Linked DNA regions of Sus scrofa: region 2 is linked to region 1. The links are chromatin contacts, called in public Hi-C maps. All regions are on one chromosome and are shown on one strand. The core of a region is the stretch at or near the end of the contact, and the rest is flanking DNA. Distances in the headings are between cores, read along the strand shown. Region 1 overlaps MAP4K4 (mitogen-activated protein kinase kinase kinase kinase 4). Region 2 has its middle 69 kb from the start of RFX8.

Region 1 (4,764 bases), core at 748-3,247:
ACACACACAAAATCCAACTTTGAGATGCCCCAGGACTCTTGACACTCTTTGAGTGTAAACTTTGCAGTTTTGACCCTTTGATTTTATGTAGGAGGTGGGGGTGATAGTCTTCACAGACTCCAAGTTGGAAGGGATTCCTTATCAAGGGAGTTTTACTCTGTCCCATCCCCTTTAATTGCTCTTTTTAGATTTCTCATGTGGTAAATGGTGAATAATGATGTAACTCACCTAACACAAGCTCTTGGAGTTCTACATTTTTTTTGAGTGGAAGGAAGTCTGAGACTGAAAGGAGAGAACCATTGGCATCGGGGTTAAGTGTAGGCTTTGGGGTCCACACTTACTTGCCGCCCCCACCTCCTTACACCCTGGGCAACAGCTGTTGTGAAAGTGATTTTCCTGCCTGTGTCCTAAGTTGAAAGATGGCCGAGGGTAGGAGGATAGTAGCTGATGAGGCTGCAGGATTCCATGAAGCAGTGCCTGCTGGTGTGTTGCAGGGCTGGGCTCCCAGATACCCCTGCTGTGCCTGGGGTGGGGGGCACTGCAGGTGGGCGTCTCTCTTGGGGGGTTACTGGGTTCTGAGACAGGCAGGGAATGTGTGTGTGGGTATGGCTCCCAGGGGAGAGTGCTTTGTGCTGGTCCCTGGCTGGAAAGAGGGCGTGGCCTCGAGCCTGGGTGGGGCCTGGCCTCAGGGTGGCTGGGGTAGGGTGGTGAAGGGCCTTCCCACATTGGTTCACAGCTCCAGCGATTGGCTGAAGGGGCAGCCCCCCGCCCCCTGGAGTCTGCACTCTTGTCTTCAGCGTCAGCACCAGGATGTGTTTCCAGGACCCCAGCCGGCACTCGGCACTCGTGTGTCCCAGCCTCCAGGAGTCTGGGCGGATGGAGGGACACTGCCCATTCTGACTTCTCCTGCAGCCTTTGGAGTAAAGGGCTTCTCTCCTTCCCCGGGCTCTGCTCCTCTGTCTGTCCGCCTGCTCCCTCCTGAGCACCAGCCTGGTCTGAGTGGAGTGGGTGAAGATCGGCTACCCCGCCTTCCGGCCCCCCACTCCCCCTCTTATGTGCTGTTGCTCAGCACACCCCCCCATCCCCGCCAAGGTTCGGGGTGGTGGGTGAGGGGTACTGATGGTGGGAGGGGCCTGGTGACTCATGGCTGCCCCCATGGGTGTGTGGGGGGGACACGGACAGCCTCACCATGACTCCCTGACCCAGAAGCCTGAGAGAACAAGTCCATTTCTCTCCAGACTTTCTATCTAAAATGAAGTGAAATGCTTTCATCTGGCCCAATACCCACCCCCACTTTTTCAGAAGAGGTTTTATTGGAGCAGGGCTCCTGTGGGTGTGGAGGGTGAGCTCTGAATGAATCTCAGGTGCTAGGGGGACACTCATGAAGGGGAGGCAGCCATGACTTCTCAGGGCTGTGATGTCACATGCTTGTAAAAGGTGTGTAGTACTCTTCCCGAGAGGCCTTTTTAGGGTTTACATTTGGTCAGCAGTGTTCCTGACAAGGGGACAGTAACACGACAGGGTTCTTCACAGGAGAGCCCGGAACCTTGTCTTAGGAAGTGGTGTGTGATAGGGGACAGCTGGGTGGGACAGTTTAGACCCTTGGGTGGGTGTGCTGTCTGCCCTGCTGTGACAGGTGGCAGGGAGCGCTGATAAGGTGCTGCTCCCCCTCCCCTCCTCTTCCCTCCGCCCCCCCCTTCCAGGGAGAAACACCCCCTCACCCCGCCCCCCGAAAACAGACCTGGAGAATTTGTTCTTTTTATTCTTAGTGGTGGTCAGTTTTCTTTTTCTTAGCTTCCTGCCTTGTCGATGTTAGCTGAGCCTTGCATTTGAGCAGCACGGGGTTCTCACGCCCCTGCTTTCTGTGAGGCGCTAAGGAGGCCTGGCTGCCTGCGGCCTTCCCCTTGGGCCCTGGCGCTTGTCAAGGCCCAGCGTGGCCCATGGGCTATGGCCTCTCCTTAGGATACAGGACACGTGGTGATGTCTGACAGCGGCTCTTTGCTGATCTCTTGTTCCTAAGTACCATGTGGGGTGGCTTTAAAGTTCGGTGCAGTGAGCATGTGGTTTGGAATCTCTGAAACCGCTGTTATTCGAGAAAGACAGGAAATGAGTTATTCTGAGTGGTTGGTTTCCCAGAGCAGAGCAGAGGTTTATTTAGTAACTTTTATGGTAGGAAGAGTTCTAGGTTCTTCTGTCGTCTCTAATGGGCTAGAAAATTTTAATTTCACTTTATTGCTACAGTAACACTACTTTTAAAATATTGTTTCACCAGGTGAGTACCTAGTATAGCAGATTTAAAGAGTGTAAAACCAAGTTGGAACTTAATTTTTGGAAAAAGTGTTTGGTCTGTTCCTTCAGTTGATTTGCATATTTTCCAAGCATGAGATATGTAGCACTTGGAGCCTATAAAGCTATGTGGTTCCAGACTAGATGTCACAAGACTTCTTCTAACATAAGGTTTCACGTTATAGAATAGGTTGAATCAGAGGAGTAGGAAAGGATGGAAAACTGTGGCAATATATCCCCCTCCCCCCAATAATACTGCTTCCCTCCCCGCCGCCCCCCCAACAGTGCGGCTGATGTAGAACAGAGCTCTGCACAGCTTCTGGCTTCTCACACACTATGTTCAGCCTGGTGTCCTTTGTCTCCACATGAAGACTGAATAGAACCTGTATCTGACTATGAATTCTGAATTGCTGCTGTGTCCCCCAGCCACCACTGGGCCATAGTGTCTGTAGCTCTCCGATGTGTCTGAATTAGAAATCTCACACACACACACATACCCACCCTGGGGCTTTAGCACTTTGCTCTGAGGTGGATTGCAGGTATGAGCATGGGGTGGATGTGCAGACTCCTAGGCATCCACAGCCTGGGGGCAGCTGAATGCCCCTGTGTGAGGGTGGTTGGAGCTGCCAGATGGATTCTGGAGCCGTTAGCTGGGAAAGCAGAGCCTTCTGGCACAAGTACAGCCCTGCCAGCTTCTGCTTTGTTGCCTGCTTTTTTCCTTCTGAGGGGGGTCTCCTCTCTGCTCCCCAGAGCCTTGCTTGTAAACAACCCACCACCCCCACCCCTGGACGCTGGATTCCCTGCTGTTGGCTGCTTGGTGTTGGCTGCTTGGCATCTTCACTCAGACCAGATCACTTGTTCCTTGTCCTTTGATTTTTCTTTTTTTAAATAAAAGTGAATGCTGATATTTTTACTGTTGGTATGATGAATGAATTTAGTTTTCATCGTTTCAGCGCACTTGTGAGAAACTCATTTCATATTTTCTAAGTATAAGAAGTGGCTTTATTTGTGGCTTGATTCGTTGATCTGCCACAATAATGTATATTATATTCAGGAGAATTGACTGCTTCTCATGATCAAATCATAGGCAAGGAGCTGGTTTCTACCTCCCATCCTCTGGAATTTAATTTTGTGGGATAACATTTCTTATTGCAAGATGAGACCTTGCTGTACAAATGCCATTTTTAGGATCTTCTACATTTCAGACTATGGCTTTAACTATAAATGTTTATTTAAGGAAATTTAAACTTAAAACTAAATTACATTTCACTTCTGAGAACAGTGAAAAATTTTTTTAGGCCAAATATGGACCTCTTAACACCCCCTCCCGCCCCGCTCTTAACTTAGGTAGTTTAGATTTTTAGATCTATCCTATCTTGTTTTTAATTTTTTCCTTTCCCCAGTTCTTTATAGAAAGTTGAAAATTCTGGCATAGGATGTATTGTTGCTAAAACATAGGCAATATTGAAGAACCCGGGCTTTATTCAAAGGGTTATCAGCATCAGTTACCTTTGTACCTAAACATCTCACCCCTTTCTCAGATGCATTTTGGGGCTGGTGTCCGAAGGTAGAGTTTTTTCTTTTCTTTTTTTTTTTTTTTTTTTTTTGGTCTTTTTTGCCATTTCTTAGGCTGCTCCTGCGGCACACAGAGATTCCCAGGCTAGGGGTCGAATCGGAGCTGTAGCGTCGGGCCACACCAGAGCCACAGCAATGCTGGATCCGAACCGCGTCTGCAACCTACACCACAGCCCACGGCAACGCCAGATCCTTAACCCACTGAGCAAGGCCAGGGATCGAACTTGAAACCTCATGGTTCCTAGTCGGATTCGCTAACCACTGAGCCACGATGGGAACTCCCGAAGATAGAGTTCTAATGAGAGCTTCGGGTGAAGCCAGCAGGGAGCTCTGCAGGCGTGTCCTGGGGCTGCTCCGTGCACACACCCAGGGGTGAGATTGGCCTGCGCTTCTGCTGGGATTGAGAAGGGAGAGTGAGGGCTTAGGTGTCTGTCGCAGGAGTGGGCATTTCAAGGGTGGCCTCATGAAAAACCTTCAAGGAATAGATCCTCCCGCCTACTGATTGGAGAAGGTCTGCACCACAGGGACCACAGAGTCACACAGAAGATTGGATGCTGACTCTCAGCGGCCCTGTCCATCTCATCTTGCTTCCAGGGGTTGTTTCCCTTCCCAGCTGTGATAAGGGGTTAGAAAAGTTGTCTAAGGAAGTGAGTCACCTGGCCGACCAATAAAGTTCCCAAATGTCATTTCAATACCAGTGGTGTCCCATTTGCTGCAAGAAGTGGGCTTGCTCAATCTTTGCAGCTGCCTTTGGAACTGACTGGAAACACTCAGGAGGTGACTTGCTTGCCTGGCGGCCCCTCACCTTCTGATGCTAGAGGGCCACGCATCAGGGGCACCTGGGAGCCTGAGAGTGAGTCATAGCTCGGCTGCAGCTCAGGGTGGGGTTACTTCCTTTGGAGG
Region 2 (4,764 bases), core at 1,411-3,910, 160 kb before region 1:
AAAAAAAATGATGACCTTCATTCTGCAGACCTAGAAGGGCCTATTGGAGGTATGGTAGTTTTTTTTGTTTGTTTGTTATTGTTTTTGTTTGAGAGCAGCCTGAAGCAGGATGTGATGCAGAACTGGAAAATCCAAATTTCAATGAGTTTTTTGGAGAAAACTGTCTACCCTTAATTTAGGTAGAAAGGCAAAAACAAAGTATTTATAACTTTTGCTTCATATTTAGGTGGTGTCTTATTCATTTTTAATACAGCACATTTATTTCATTTTAAATATCAGTGCGTGAAGGCCTCTGATGATCATGGAAGTTCTGTGGCTCTAGTCCATCTTCAGGGACACTGGTGTTTTGTTTTTGTTTTTTAGGGCCACTCCCATGGCATATGGATGCTCCAGGCTAGGGGTTGAATTGGAGCTACAGTTGCTGGCCTACACCCTAGCTCATGGCAACACCGATTCCCTAACCCACTGAGTGAGACCAGGGATCAACTGCATCCTCATGGATACTAGTCGGGTTTGTTACCACTGAGCCACAATGGGAATTCCCTGTTTTTGTTTTTATTTTTGATAGCTTTCTTGGATGTTCTGTATATGTCTTACTTTTCAGCGTCTCATGCAGTGCTAAGAACAGGGGCCATTCTCCCTTTCCAGATGGTTATCTGTGTGTGACCTGGCCCAGTTCCGCATTAACCATTCAAGTGATGGGTTAATACCAATTCATAATCCAGACTTGAATCATTAATTTCATAACATTTTTTAAGCTTTATAATTTAAAGAATATAAAATGGATATACCAAAGTAGAGGGGCCCTCCTGATGGCACCTCTACACACCCATTATCAGCCTCCAGGATGAGCACCATCTGTATCCCCACCAACTCCCTACTGCCCAATCTATTTGGAAGCAAATCCCAGAAATCACCTCCTCCCATCTGTAGATATTTGATCATGCATCTTGAAAATACAGAGATTCTTTTAAAAGTACCCAGAATTCCATTTTCACACCAAAAATCTCTATCATTTCTTAAGATTTCAAACACCTCCCTCCACTAGATTCTTTTGAAGCCAATAACAGACATCTTAACATTTCATCTCTTAATAGTTGCCTATACATCCAAAAAAGAAACACCTTAAAAAATATCTCACCTTAAAGAATATAAACTCCAACCCCACCCACCCCCAAAAAAGTTAATCCTGGAGTTCTCATTGTGCCTCAGCAGGTTACAAACCTGACTAATATCCATGAGGATGCAGGTTCGATCCCTGGCCTCACTCAGTGTGTTAAGGATCTGGCATTTCCATGAGCTGTGGTGTAAGTCACAGATGTGGTTTGGATCCTGAGTCACTGTGACTGTGGCAAAGGCTGGCAGCTGCAGCTCCAGTTTGACCCCTAGCCTGGGAACTTTCATATGCTGAGGGTGCAGCATGAAATAAAAAGTTAATCCCTTAATCTTATCAGATATCATCCCAATATTATCATAAATCTTATTTTGCTTTATATATTAAAACATTTTTTTGTATGGCTGCTGGGAGTTAGTAGATGAAAACTATTACATTGAGAACAGATAGGCAATCTATATCCTGTACAGCGCAGGAAACTATATCCAATCATTTGTGATAGAGCATGATGAAAGATAATATGAAAAAAAGAATGTGTGTGTGTGTGTGTGTGTGTGTGTGTGTATGACTGGGTCACTTTGCTGTACAGCAGATATTGACACAACATAGTAAATCAACTATACTTTAAAAATTTTTTTTTTAAATTTTTGGTCACACCCACAGTATATGGAAGTTCCCAGGCCAGTGATCCAACCCAAGCCACAGCAGTGACCATGTTGGATCCTTAACCACTAGGCCACCAGGAAACTCCCTCATAAAAGTTATTTTACAGTTGAGTTGTTTGAACCTGAATGCAAACAGATCTATGGATTGCATTTGATAGATGTGTCCTCTCCTCTCTTTCCATCTATGGATGTTCCTTCCCTCTTTGTTTTTCCCACTAATTCATTGAAGCACATGCCTCACATTCTGGATTTTTCAAGATTACACTGCAGTAGTGTTTCTTCTCCTGAAAACATTTCTGTTTTGCCTGCACTTAAAAAAAAAACAGTTTTATTAAGGCACACTTGTCATACGATAAACTGTGCACATTTAAAGTAGGTTTAGACATATGTCTGGACATTGACACCATGACCACAGTCAAGATCATAAACTATCACCCCCCCAGGTACATTTCCTTCTGAACTGGGGCCCTCACTTGACTTGTCCTGGTCTCAGTTTTTTTTTTCTGTAAAATAAGGGCCTGCCAAGGACAGGTGTATGGAACCAGATGATTGCTGATGCTCCGTGCGTGTCTACATTTCCATTATCCTTTCCTTCTTGGTTCATTGCTCTATTCACTGTTAGGAGTGGATATCCATGTATATAAAATCCTCTCCATCAATTAGTTTTTTCATATTTCATAGGTTTTTATTCTTTAAAATATGAGGCACTCTCGCTGCTTTCTCTCCTGCCTGCCAGAAAGGTTCATAAATTGATTGCTCATTGCTGAAAACTGGCATATTTCTGTTTAAGTTTCTGCCTCACAAACCTCTCACCCTGAGCCTTGGTGACTCATTTCCCTTCTTCATACCGGACTGAAGGTCGCATAGTTTCAGGGCCCTCCAGGCTCTAATCATCCTCTAAAATGGAGAAAAAAAAAAAAAAAAACAGGTTTGGGGGATCAGTCATTGCCTGAGAATGGGCCAGAGAGGTGCCAATTTTAAAATGGTCAAGAGATGATCAAAACGCCCACGGCAGGAAAGTACTTAAAGCTGGTGAAACTGAAGCAGAGACTGTGAGAATAGAACAGCGTCCAGGTGCTCCGGTCGCAGCAGAAACTGCTGGCAGAGTGGGAGCCAATAGGGACTGTGAGAGGAAGAAGAGAACAGGAAGCTTCCTGGAGGTCTGCACATTGCAGGGACTCCAAAGCCTTCTGAGTCACACATGGTTCATTTACTCCCCTATTCGATGATGTTTGGTGGCTGGTAGGTCTCCAAATGCTAAAATAAATACACCACAGTCCCCAAGAAGCTTATTTTCCCCCAGGAGATGGAAGATGTGCTTGCACATCTATGACACTCAGCAGCCCATAATTAGGGCTTCAGTGTCCCTCCTTGAGAGGGTTAGACTTCAGGATCTCAAGACAAAATACCCCAAGGCCATTCAGACGGAAGTGAAAAGGTTAGTTTTAGTTGCATCCTTGAGCGTATCTGTCCCCTAAACTCTTCCCCCATCCTTTCCCCTAGCAAATGCCTGGTCACGTCACATCTCAATTTCCGTGTCCCTTGGTCTGGACTGTCCTCGCTGACCTCTAAGTTTTGGTGAACACCTTCTCCCCATCCCCACTCACTCTGCTTATCAAGTACCTATTGCTTCTTGGAACTGTCCATGTGCTGTGCAGTCACAAAGCAACATTTAATTAGCTGTTCCTGCATTTTAAGAAAATCCCCAAACTGGGAGTTCCCTTTGTGACTTGGTGGTTAAAGAACCCAACTAAGATCCATGAGGATGCGGGTTCAATCCCTGGCCTCGCTCAGTTGGGTTAATGATCTGGTGTTGCCATGAGCTGTGGTGTAGGTTGCAGACGTGGCTCGGATCCCACGTTGCTGTGGTTGTGGTGCAGGCTGGCAGCTGTAGCTCCAATTTGACCTATAGCCTGGGAATTTTCATGTGCAGTGGGTGTGGGCCTAAAAAAGCAAAAAATGAAAGAAAGAAAGGAAGGAAGGAAGAAAGGAAGGAAGGAAGGAAGGAAAGATGGAAAGGTCCCCAAACTGAATGCCTTGAAACAACAACCATCTAGCCAGCTCATAAACCCGTGGGCATGCTGGTTCTGGGTGCACTGGCCTGGGGTCCCTCATGCATCTGTGTAGTCAGCAGGGAGCTGGGAGATCTTGGGCCTCCCAGGAGGCTCACCTCTGCTCCACATGTGACTTCACAGCATCCTTCTAGCCAGTCTCTTGGTTACACGGCACAAGGCCGTCCCAGACCCAAGGGGCACAGACCATCTCATGGAAGGAGCTGCAAATACTGTGGCCACTTTTGCAATCCTTTGCCCCGATTATACTTTAATTTTATTCATTTTTTATTTTTTAGATTTATTTTATTCAAGGATAGTTGATTGATAATGCTGTGCTAATACTGCGAAGTAATTCAGTTATGCATACATATGTATGTACATTCCTTTCATATTCTTTTCTGTTATGGTTTATAACAAGATTGAGTATAGTTCCCTGTGCTATATGATAGGGCCTTGTTGTTTATCCATTATATATATAATATTTGGCACCTGCTAATCCCAAACTCCCATCCATCCCTCTCCCATCCCTGCCCTTAGCAACTAACAAGTCTATTCTCTATGTCTGTGAGTCTGTTTCTGTTTCATTGATAAATTCATTTGTGTCAAATTTTAGAGTCCATGTATAAGGGATATCCTATGATATTTGTCATTCTCAGTCTTTGTTCACTTAGTATGATAATCTCTAAGTCTACTCATGTTGATGCAAATGGCATTATTTCATTCTTTTTATGGCTGCATAGTATTCTATTGTATTTATGTCCCACATCTTCTTTATCCCTTCCTCTGTCAATAGACATTTAGGCTGTTTGCATATCTTGGCTATTGTAAATAGTGCTGCTATGAACGTTGTACCCTGATTTTAAAACCCAAACAGTTTTCCTCAGGGAAAGAGCTGTGCTCTACATAAAATCAGGAGAGGAGTCCTCAGAGA

What was found. Hi-C and Micro-C count contacts between places; a contact is called where the count stands out from the background.
Region 2: a contact with region 1 is called in a Hi-C map of embryonic fibroblasts, with 1.7 times the contacts expected there. A contact is called at or near these places in 1 of 47 Hi-C or Micro-C datasets (embryonic fibroblasts) and 1 of 2 datasets of targeted methods (alveolar macrophages).

Annotation. Positions count from the first base shown.
Region 1 is chr3:52,604,419-52,609,182 of Sscrofa11.1, reverse strand. The region is part of intron 2 of MAP4K4 (mitogen-activated protein kinase kinase kinase kinase 4); the gene reads left to right. Among named protein-coding and RNA genes, the nearest start is that of MAP4K4, 43 kb to the left of the region's middle.
Region 2 is chr3:52,769,382-52,774,145 of Sscrofa11.1, reverse strand. No RefSeq gene overlaps it. Among named protein-coding and RNA genes, the nearest start is that of RFX8, 69 kb to the left of the region's middle.